Linked DNA regions of Sus scrofa: region 2 is linked to region 1. The links are chromatin contacts, called in public Hi-C maps. All regions are on one chromosome and are shown on one strand. Each heading gives the region's core, a stretch centred on a gene start, on an enhancer-like site or on the middle of the called end of the contact. The rest is flanking DNA. Distances are from core to core; before and after follow the strand shown.

Evidence for each region. A called contact is a pair of places that touch in the nucleus more often than the background predicts.
Region 2: a contact with region 1 is called in a Hi-C map of liver, with 3 times the contacts expected there. The contact joins two enhancer-like sites. A contact is called at or near these places in 2 of 47 Hi-C or Micro-C datasets (liver and skeletal muscle).

The regions. Positions count from the first base shown.
Region 1 is chr6:108,039,878-108,045,302 of Sscrofa11.1, forward strand. The region is part of intron 4 of LOC106510679 (a long non-coding RNA gene); the gene reads right to left. Among named protein-coding and RNA genes, the nearest start is that of CABLES1, 74 kb to the right of the region's middle. Within about 2 kb of position 2,599, at least 3 of the 83 cell types and tissues checked have an H3K27ac peak or open chromatin away from gene starts, as enhancers often do. A contact at or near this core is called in liver, where this site is marked.
Region 2 is chr6:108,187,125-108,192,549 of Sscrofa11.1, forward strand. CABLES1 (CDK5 and ABL1 enzyme substrate 1) reads left to right here. Exons shown (of 10, transcript XM_021097743.1): 4 at 217-294. Among named protein-coding and RNA genes, the nearest start is that of CABLES1, 73 kb to the left of the region's middle. Within about 2 kb of position 2,252, at least 3 of the 83 cell types and tissues checked have an H3K27ac peak or open chromatin away from gene starts, as enhancers often do. A contact at or near this core is called in liver, where this site is marked.

The sequences.
Region 1 (5,425 bases), core at 1,349-3,848:
CATATTTTAAATTCCACATATAAATGACATCATATGGTATTTGTCCTAAGAAAGTAAGTCTTAAAATCACTTTTTTTGGTAAGCTTTTTCATATTAAGAAAAAAAAAATGTCACTTTGGTGACAGATGGTAACTAGACTTATTGTGGAGATCATTTTATAATGTATGCATATGTTGAATTATTATGTGGCACATCTGAAACTAATATAACATTGTATGTTAATTGTACTTAAATTTAAAAAATAAAAATAAAAAATTATCTTAAAAAACAAAAACATAAAAATTAAAATTAAAAACTGCAGTTCCCAGGAGTTCCCGTCATGGCGCAGCAGAAACAAATCCAACTAGAAACCATAAGGTTGCGGGTTTGATCCTTGGCCTTGCTCAGTGGGTTAACGATCCGGCGTTGCCAGGAGCTGTGGTGTAGGTCACAGACACGGCTTGGATCCTGTGTTGCTGTGGCTCTGGCATAGGCCAGCAGCTACAGCTCTGATTATACACCTAGCCTGGGAACCTCCATGTGCCCCAGGTGCGGCCCTCAAAAGACGAAAGACAAAACAAAAAAACAAAACAAAACACCTGGAGTTCCCAGTGTGGCTCAGTGGTAACGAACTAGACTAGTATCCATGAGGTTTCAGGTTCGATCCCTGGCCTTACTCAGTAGGTTAAGGATCCGGCATTGCCATGAGCTGTGGTGTAGACAGCAGATGTAGCTTGAATCTGGCATTGGGGCTGTGGCGTAAGCCAACAGGTACAGCTCTGATTCGACCTCTACCCTGGGAACTTACACGTAACGTGGTTGTGGCCCTAAAAAGACCAAAAAAAAAAAAATTAAAAACTAAAAATAGTAGTTCCCACTGTGACACAATGGGATCAGTAGCATCTCTGCAGCGCCAGGACACAAGTTCGATCACCGGTCCAGCACAGTGGTCTAAAGGACCTATCGTTGCTACAGCTGAAGCTTAGGTCACAAATGCGGTTCAGATCTGAACCCTGGTCTTGGAACCCCATATGCTGTGGGGTAGCCAAAAATGAAAAAAAAGAAAGAAAAATAGGAAATAACAGTATTCCTCAATACAGATACTTACATATACCAATTCCCACAAGAGAAATATATCACAGAAAAAGAAAACATGGCTAAAATGGTAAATTGTTATGTATATTCTACCACAATTTTTTAAAAAGGAAAGAAGAGATGTTTGTGCTTTTCACTGCCTCTAGGTCCTTTTCTAAAGGAAGGCTTCTGAGTATCATAGTTGTTAGGTGAGGCAATAGTTAGTGACTAAACTACCCAGTAATGTGCTGGTAAATGTTTAACAACTGGCTCTCGAACAAGAACAAAAAATACCTGTGTGCAAATACTGGTACATAAGTTTATTACAAATTTTACTGATATAAAGGATGTGAGTCACCCAATTTACTATTACTTCTACTACTACTAAGAAAACGTAAAACACTCTTTATTTTAAATTCCACATAGCAATTGATTATTACAGAACAATATCTCTGACTTTTGCTGAACTCTTGTGTTTGCAGCCAATGATGGTTGCAACTGATGAACAAGTACAGTTCTGCCAGGAATGCTGGTTGATATTTTCATGTACCTTAATGACTAAGACAAAAATGAAAAGACAAATCATTTGTTAATGATTTAAGCAATTTGTTTTGATGAATCAGATGATAGTTTTTGAATACTGGAAGAATATTTCCTCAATTTTTTGTGTTCTTCATAATATAACAGCTACAGGCACAACACACTTTTAAGCTTAGTTTACACTTGGTGTAAATACTCCTACTGTGGCTGATTTTCATCTATCAATGTGAAGTCATTTGAAGGCAGTGACAACCATTGTAAATACATAGATTGTATCAGATACACAGATGGTATAGTAAAATAATTAGAATGTGATGAGTTTTAGTATGTTTTAAATATAATTTATTCAGCTGTAAATTTATATAACTTAATTTTTTTGTCCTTTTTTTTTTAAGGCCACACCTGCAGCACACAGAGGCTGACAGGCTAGGAGTCAAATCAGAGCTGTAGCTGCAGGCCACAGCCACAGCCACAGCCACAGCAACACCAGATCCAAGCCTCGTCTGCGAACTACACCACAGCTCACGGCAATGCTGGATCCTTAACCCACTGACTGAGGCCAGGGACTGAATCTGTATGGTCATGGATACTAATCAGATTCATTTCCGCTAAGCCACGACAGGAACCTCCTAACATAATTTTTAAAATAACTGTTTAGCAAAATTCCTGAAAATTTAGCAATTGCCTCTCACAGGCCTGTACACATGTTTGGCAAGCCATGAAGGAACCTGTTTTTCTACAGCATTATGGAACCATGGAGTAGCTGCCCACCTCTAACTCAATCCCAGGAAGTAGAGAAATCAGGGGCTCCTGTCACACTGGAACTCACGACTCTTCTTTCTCTGTTAGTTTTGTGCATCCATAGATCTTGTTGCTTTGTGGTGCAGCATCCTCTGTACAATATTTCTCAGAGAATCCATTTTCTTCTCCATGTTTCCTCTGTGGCTCACTTTGGTGTTGTAACTTGTTTGTTTCTATTTCCCTGTTCCTTTCACTCTCATTGCAGTCTGGCTGTCCTGCAGGTGTCCCCCTTTCCTTTTTCCATCAGATTTTCAGCTGCCATTTTCTACGGTTTTCACCTATCTTCCTTCTCTTCTTTTTCTATCATAGGAGAGGCTTATATTTTTAAAAGGGGCCACAGGAATCTGTGTCTATCAAGCCATGAGGAAACCTACAGCAGACTCAACCTTCTGGGGGAATTTTATTCCTAATTTTCTGATGTTCAATGCTGCATTTTATTTTTATTATTATTTTTTCTTTTTATGGCTGCACCTGTGGCATATTAAGTGCCCAGGCTAGGGGTTGAATCGGAGCTGTAGCTGCCAGCCTACCTACAGCCACAGTAACGCCAGATTTGAGCTGCATTTGCAACCTACACCACAGCTTAGCAATGCTGAATCCTTAACCAACTGAGCAAGTCCAGGGATCAAACCCACATCTCCACAGACACTATGTCAGGTTATTAATCCACTGAGCCACAAGAACGCCAATGCTGCATTTTAATGAACTAAACATTGAGATGGGGGAACTCTACAGGATGTATCTTAAATGAGATCCTTAGGTGGCTGACCATTAAATGGGATTCCATTAGTGAGAAAAACATAGCAAAGGAGGAACTGGTGGAAAAGGTGACCCCAAGGGAACATCAATGACCCCACTAGCCCCTGCACTCCAAGAATGTGAGCTGATCTCTGCTCAATTCAGGGTCCAACAGGAAGTCTCTATGGACTCTTTGGCCTTAAAAGAGTTGAGGGGGGATTGAGGGTTGCGGGGCAGGGAGACCAGCTCTCCCATGTGGTCCCTACACCTAGACCTGCCCTGCTGTTATTCCTGCCCATTTTCACACACAGCACTCTGCAGCTGCAACCTTCTCACAGAGCTGCAGGTAGGAAATGAGATGCAATAACCTGGCCTCTTATCTCCAGCCCTATGTGGAAATTTATCTGTCTACCTCCCCCCACCATGAGTTCAGCTCATGAAGGGTCTACACAGCAGTTCGCCTGTGCTCTTTTCTCCTAGTTCCCCGCCTTCCAAAATGTTAACAACAGACTCTCTAGGAAAAAGGCCCTGGTTTGAGGATTTGCCAACTTCCATGGTGAACACATTTCTATTTTTTTTTTCTAGTGACACCCATGGCATATGGAAGTTCCCAGGCCAGGGATCCAATCTGAACCACAGCTGTGACCTATGACATAACTGCACCAACACTGGATCCTTAACCCACTGTGCCAGGCTGGGGATCAAACCAGCGCCTCCACAGAGGCAAGCCAGATCTTTAACCCACTGCACCTTAGTGGGAACTCCCTGAACACATACTTTTACCATGGTTGATTTTAAGTTACTGAACATGGAGTTGAGAAGACATGCCCATGGTGGGCTCTCAGGAACTGTATCCTGAGGTCACTAGTTATTGATGGCCCAAGCCCAACTTTCAGAATTTAAAATCCTGTCTCAAAAACCCAACTCTTACAACAGAAACCTTGACTTTCAAGACTTTCCTTCTTGCTATGCATATATCTTATCTATTTTAGAACTCAGAGTTAAGACTTTGTCTCTTTGTCAGCTCTCTCCTGAGGGCAGAGCATCTAGGATCCTACCCCTCTCTCCCCAGCAGTATGAGAAAGCCAATAGGTACAAGAAAGCCTGGAGAATTATTATATCAAATCAATTATTCAATCAAAATATTATCCATTACCCACTTACAACTTTTTTTTAGTGTTTGAAATTAGCAACTGTACTGCTGATAGAGACTACACTAAGAAATTTGTATCAAACTTGGTATGAAATTAAAGGAAAGGCCAGCCACTAAGCCCTCTCTGTGAATGAAGGAAGGAGGGAGGGAGAGGAGAAGAGAGGAGGGAAACAGAGGGAGGGGAAGTAGGGGACAAGAGAAGAAGAAAATTCCTAGAGTTACCAAAAATGTGGTATTTTTGTTCACATTTGACACATCAATGGTTTCAGTAAATGTACTTGCTAAGAACAACCAAACCTCATTTGAAGCTATCATTAAGATGAAGGAATCAGAGCTCTTGAAGGCAAGGCCCAGGTCCCCAGGGGCCCTCCCTAACCCCCACCAGGGGCTCTGCAGCTCTTAGCCACTGGGGGAATGGCAGTCAAAGCTCAGTTCTTGTCCCCACTGCCTCCCGCTTCCCTGCTCCTCCTGCTACTTGAGGGCAGAGTTTTGTACTCCACAGTGGGAGAAGCTAGGGTGCAGATGCTCTGGTCCTTTGACGCCTGACCCTAAGTTCCCACCTGGAAAATGCAAGGTAGAGAATCTTAAATATCAGGACTATCTTTTGATAGCTTGCGAATTGTTTTCTTTCCCCTCCTCACTCTGACAGATGGTAGATTGTCTGAGGTACCTCAAAGTGTCTTTCACTTAAAACAGTGAGAAATCATTAAAAGTGAAAAGTGACAAAGACAAGTTCCAATTAACCTAACCACCTAATCCTTCTGGAGCCTGGGGAAAGTAGAGCCTCAAGCCCAGGGATTTCTCTACTAGTTGTGTTTGTAAGAGTGGCTTAGCATCTCTCAGCTGAGGTTCCCTCATCTGTAAGTGGAAATGATGCTTACACCATAAGGTCAATATAAGGAGTAAGTGACATTTTATGTAAAAGGGTGATTTGAAAATTAGAGGGGCTTGTGTTTTGTTTGTACCCTTTGATTTTTCCCTTCTCCAATGCCCCCTATTTTAGTCCTCTTTCTACAAATATTAGCAACATAATGTATATGCTTCCAGGCTTTTCTTCAAGGAGTTGCCCATAGAAAAGATATCTATGTGTGTATATGTTTTTATATGGCTTAAACAATTTTTTATGTCAGTATATTTAGG
Region 2 (5,425 bases), core at 1,002-3,501, 150 kb after region 1:
TTAACATTTGAATCGGGAGAGGCAGGCACACTTCTGCTGCGCTGAGCTTGCATTTTGCAAGGAGAGCAGAACACCATCTGTTAGAGGAGGTGGCGGGAGTGTGCAAATGCGGCTGTGAATTCCATGAATGCTTAATTGCTGTAGAATTTTATTTTTAGTTTAAAAGCCTTTGCATTTAGTTTGTTTGTTATTTGTTCTTTATTTTTTTTTTTTTAGAATAGTCCTTATCAGTGGCAGAAGATCCTTCTGTAGTATATTTTCAGTGCTGCCATATCGCGACAGTGCCCAAGTTGGGTATGTATATGCATGCTTGCTTTGTAGTTCTCTGGGTGAAAACATCTGACACCATGTATACACTGTGGCCACCCTTTCCATTTCAAAGAATGTGCCTTGCTTTGACCCTGCAAATTCAGTATTTGTATATTTGAAAGAAACAAAATGCCATTTTCTTTTCAGCCAGAAAGCTTCCTTGTTATTGGGGGGGTGTGCACATGTGCACATGCCCTTGAACACACATGTGTGCGAGAGTGCACATATGTGCGCATGTGCCTGCATGTGTGTCCTTACCACATTGCCTGATGTTCGAAACATGCATTTTGTCACCTCTTCCAATACCGTAAAGCAAGAGCAATTTGGGGCCCACCCATCTCGCAGGGCCTCACTGACTTCTGGAGAAAGGTAGGTCAGGAAAGACTCAGACAAACCATGCGGCCATCCTGTCTCCTTGCGTCTTGGGCTTGGGGCTGGACATGGACCTGCAACCTGGAGCAAACATCCAAGCAAAAAAGCGGTATCAGGAACAGACCTGTGTGATCAGCCACAGGCCAGGGGAATGCACACCTTTCTCAATCAATGAGCCTCTCCTTTTGCCCTGAAAAGAAGTAGGTAAGTGAAGCACGGACCTGGCAGACCCCCTCCTCGTTCTTTGTCCGCAAACTCTGGGCTCTTTCTCCCCCTGCGTCTGACTCACTCACCTGTCGCGTGTTCACTGTGTCCATAGTTTGTCATCAGGGAGCTGCTGGTATTTGGGGCAGGACGGTTCCCTGCAAAGGATGCCGGGAGCATTGTAGGAGGTCGAAGGTCAGCTCCGTTTCTGCAGACTAAATGCTGGGGTTGCCCTCTGATCATCGTAGCAACGACACACGACCACTGCCCCTTAGGGTGGCAGTATGGCCCCTGGTGCTGATCCACCATTTAGTCCTCTTCCACCACTTTCCACAGGCTCTGCCTGGCCAGCCCCGGTCACCATGACCTTTGCTCCCTGCCACAGACCTGTCAGACTCTCGGCCTGTTAAACTCATTGTAGTCCTTATTTTTACACCAGGGAATAGAACATAGTCCTTCGTTATTCATGGAATGCTGACTCAGTCATTTATGCCATGTGTGCCTTAAAGAGCGGGCATCATCATACGGTTTATTGAGCACTTACTCTGTGCCAGTCCTCTTCCCTCTCTGCGTGCTTATGACAGCCTTGCAGGGAAGGTGCTGTAAAAAATGGGACAGCAAATCCTGCAGTTCAGAGGTTCCAGGACCACCTGGGTAGGGCCAGCGGGCTGTCTTAAGTGACTCCTACTCTACCAAATAGAGTGAAAAAAAAAAAAAAAACTTTATCTTTTCAACCTGCTTCAGCCCCAGGTCTGGCTGCCCCTGAGGGCAGGCTCATTTCTTGCAGACAGAAGCTGGTAGCAGCTCATGGACCTGTGTGTCACCCAGAAGGCCAGTTCATTGCTCTATTTACAAGTAGTGGCCCTAGGGCTTAGAATGTCTTGAGTGTGACCGGCCGGTGGGCGCACTTGCAGGGGATATGAAACTTCAGTGGGATGCTGACCGCGGGTAGGTCTTCTCACAGCCAGAACTTGCCTGGGCTTTGCGCTTCCAGCTTTATTTTTCTGGGCTTCCTGGATCTTTTCTTTTTCTTTTTTTTTTTTTGTTTGTTTGTTTGTTTGTTTGTTTGTTTGTTTTTGTCCTTCCCCACAGCATATGGAGTTCCTGGGCCAGGGATCAGATCTCAGCCACAGTTGCAGCCTCTGTAACAGTTGTGGCAATGCCAGATCCTTTAACCCACTGTGCTGGGCCAGGAGTCGAACCTGTATCCTGGTGCTGCAGAGGCACCACTGATCCCGTTGTGCCCTAGTGGGAACTCCCCTTGCTGACTTTTCTGATTAATGTATTCTGTCCTTAGCTATGTTCCATTCTTTGATTTACTGAGCGCTTACTGTGTAACTAGGTCCAGGGGGTAAAGGTAGTAAAAGGATGGACCTTGTTCCTGTCCTTCTGGAACTTGCAACCAAGAGGGGAGAAACACACAAATTTCACAGGGAACTGATAATGACCTATTGAAAAGGCTTAAAATGTTCAGTCAGGTGACTGCCAGATCTTTCTAGCCAAGGACTCATTCGGTTTCTCTAACACAATCTGGCTTCTCCATGCTTTCACTTTTGAAGTGTTCGGGTTGTTTCATTCATGGAAGGTGATCTTGTTTCCAGGTCCTGGGGCCCCTCACTATGGTACCCAAGTACTTGTCTCTATTTTGTAAATAAAACCACTGATCTTCCAGAGTTAAGGTCTCAGATATCAACACTGGGCCAGTGTTGTCTCTGCTGTGACTCAGGTCACTGCTGTGGCGCAGGTTCAATCCCTGGCCCGGGAACTTCCCATGCCATGGGCACGGCCTAAATAAAGAAATCAGTAACTTGCAGGTGTACAGCATTATAGCTCCACATCTGTATGTACCACAGAGTGACCGCCACCGTGAGGCTAGTGACCATCCCCACATCTGACCCTTTTACTCATTTCACTCACCCCAACCCCCTCCTCCCCTAGTAACCAGTGATCTGATCTCTGTATCTGTGAGTTTGTTTTATTTTGTTTGTTCATTTGTTTCATTTTGTTTTGATTCCACAAATGAGTAAAATCATTCATTGTTTGTCTTTCTCCATCTAACGTATTTCACTTGGTATAATAACTTCAAGGTCAATTTATGTTGTCACAAGTAGCAAGATTTTTTGTGACTGTGTGTAGTATTCCTCTGTGTGTGTGTGTGTGTGTGTGTGTGTGTGTATACCACACATTTATCCATTCATCCATCTCTGCTTCTGTATCTTGGCTGTTGTAAATAATGCTGCAGTGAACATAGGGGTGCACATAGCTTTTTGAATTAGTGTTTTCATGTTCTCCAGATAGATACCCAGAAGTGGAACTGCTGGGTCAAATGGCAGTTCTATTCTTAATTTTTTTAGGAACCTCCGTACAGTTTTCCGTGATGGTGGCACCAATTTGCCTTCCTACCAGCTATATACAAGGCAAGGATTCTCTTTTCTCCACATCGTCTCTAACATGTGTTATTCCTTTTCTTTTTGATAATAGCCATTCCAACAGGTTGGACGTGATATCTTTTTTTGAGTTGTGTTTCCCTAATAATTAGTAATGTCGAACATCTTGTGCCTTCTGACCATTTATATGTCTTTGGGAAAATGTCTATTTATATCCCCTGCCCAGTTTTTTTTTTTTTTTTTTTTTTTTTTTTGGTCTTTAGGGCCACACCCGCAGCATCTGGAGGTTCCCAGGCTAGGGGTCAAATCAGAGCTGTAGCTGCTGGGCTACACCACAGCCACAGCAACACCCCTGCCCAATTTTTTTTTAATGATTTTTATTTTTTCCATCATAGCTGGTTTATAGTAGTCTGTCAATTTTCTGCTGTACACCCTGCCCAATTTTTAATTGGGTTTTTTGTTTCTGGATTGTATGAATTCTTTATATATTCTAGCAGAACGAGAATTTGAACTGAAGTCTGTCCAGCCTAGGGCTTTCCATGACTCACTCTGGCTCCCAAGCTCCATAATCACAGAAACCCGTCTGTGAAATGGAGTTTTCACGATATCTGCCTCCTAGAAGTTAATTGAGGTTCACAGGTTCCCTGCGTATGGGACCCAACATAGCCCCGGCACACAGAGAGAGACAGGTGGGTCCCTCCTGTCGAGGCCCCTAGATTCCTTATAGCAAACGAGATGTGGGGGGGTCCATGTGAAGAACTTGGAGACTTGGAGCTTTTCATGTGGGCAAATCCCATACCATCTGCGAGCCTGGGCTTGGTCCTCTCTAGAATGGGGGTGGCAGTTTTCTACCTGTGCCCTTAATTTGAGCATCACTGCATTTTATGCAAAGCCCGTAGGAATGCATCGTTAACTTAAATTACCTGGGAAGACATCACCCAAACCGTCTCTGTTTGACCCCCTTGTGGAAATAAGTGGCCATTCCCATTTTGAACACCTCAGGGAGGTGCTAGCTGGCAGCTGGGGTGGGGGGACATGGGAGGGTTGGGGGGTGTTTCTGTCAGAGCCTGGGTCTCCTCCCACTGCTGGGATGGCCTGGTGTGTTTCAGGAGGCTGTTTCATAGGATGTGTCAGCTCTTCTGCTGGATGGCCCCAGATAAAGAAGCAAAACCAGTGTGTGGGATCCCAGGGCATCCATCACCTTTTATATCCTAGACATGAATAAACTCAGACACACCACCCTCCTTCCCATTTTATAGGTAAGGAAACCGTAGCACAAAGGGGTTAATTTTCTGTAACAAAACACATAATCAGGTCCTTCATAACCCTCAACAGAGAAAACAACATGCCTCTTTCTACAGTCTATCCTCCTTAAGTTCTTATATGAAACTCTGAGCACCATTTAAAATATTGTAATTGTGTGGAGTTCCCGTTGTGGCTCATTGGTTAACAAATCCGACTAGAAACCATGAGGTTGCGGGTTCAATCCCTGGCCTTGCTCAGTGGGTTAAGGATCCGACATTGCCGTGAGCTGTGGTGTAGGTCGCAGACAAGGCTCCGATCCCGCGTTGCTGTGGCTCTGGCATAGGTCGGTGGCTACAGCTCCAATTGGACCCCTAGCCTGGGAACCTCCATATGCCATGGGTGTGGCCCTAACAAAAAAGACAAAAATAAAATAAAATATTGTAATTGTATCAGGATTAAGAAGAGTTCTGCTTATGCTTAAAATAGGTCAACAACAAGGACCTGTTGTAGAGCACAGGGAACTATATTCAGTGTCTTCTAATAACCTATAATGAAGAGAATCTGAAAAAGTATACATATTCATGTGTGTGTGTGTGTATCTGATTCACTTTTCTGTACACCTGAAGCTAACACACCATTGTAAATTAAATTAACTATACACCACAGCCACAGCAACTCTGGATCCAAGCCATGTCTACGATCTACACTGCAGCTCACAGCAGTGCTGTATCCTTAACCCACTGAGTGTGGCTAGGGATGGAACCCGCAACCTCATGGTTCCTAGTCGGATTCGTTTCCTCTGTGTCACTGTTTTTGAAATTTTTTAAGGAGCAGACATCCTATTTATAAATAACTGCCACATCATAATTATGATTTTTTAAAAAACTAATTGGGAAACAGCTGTGCCC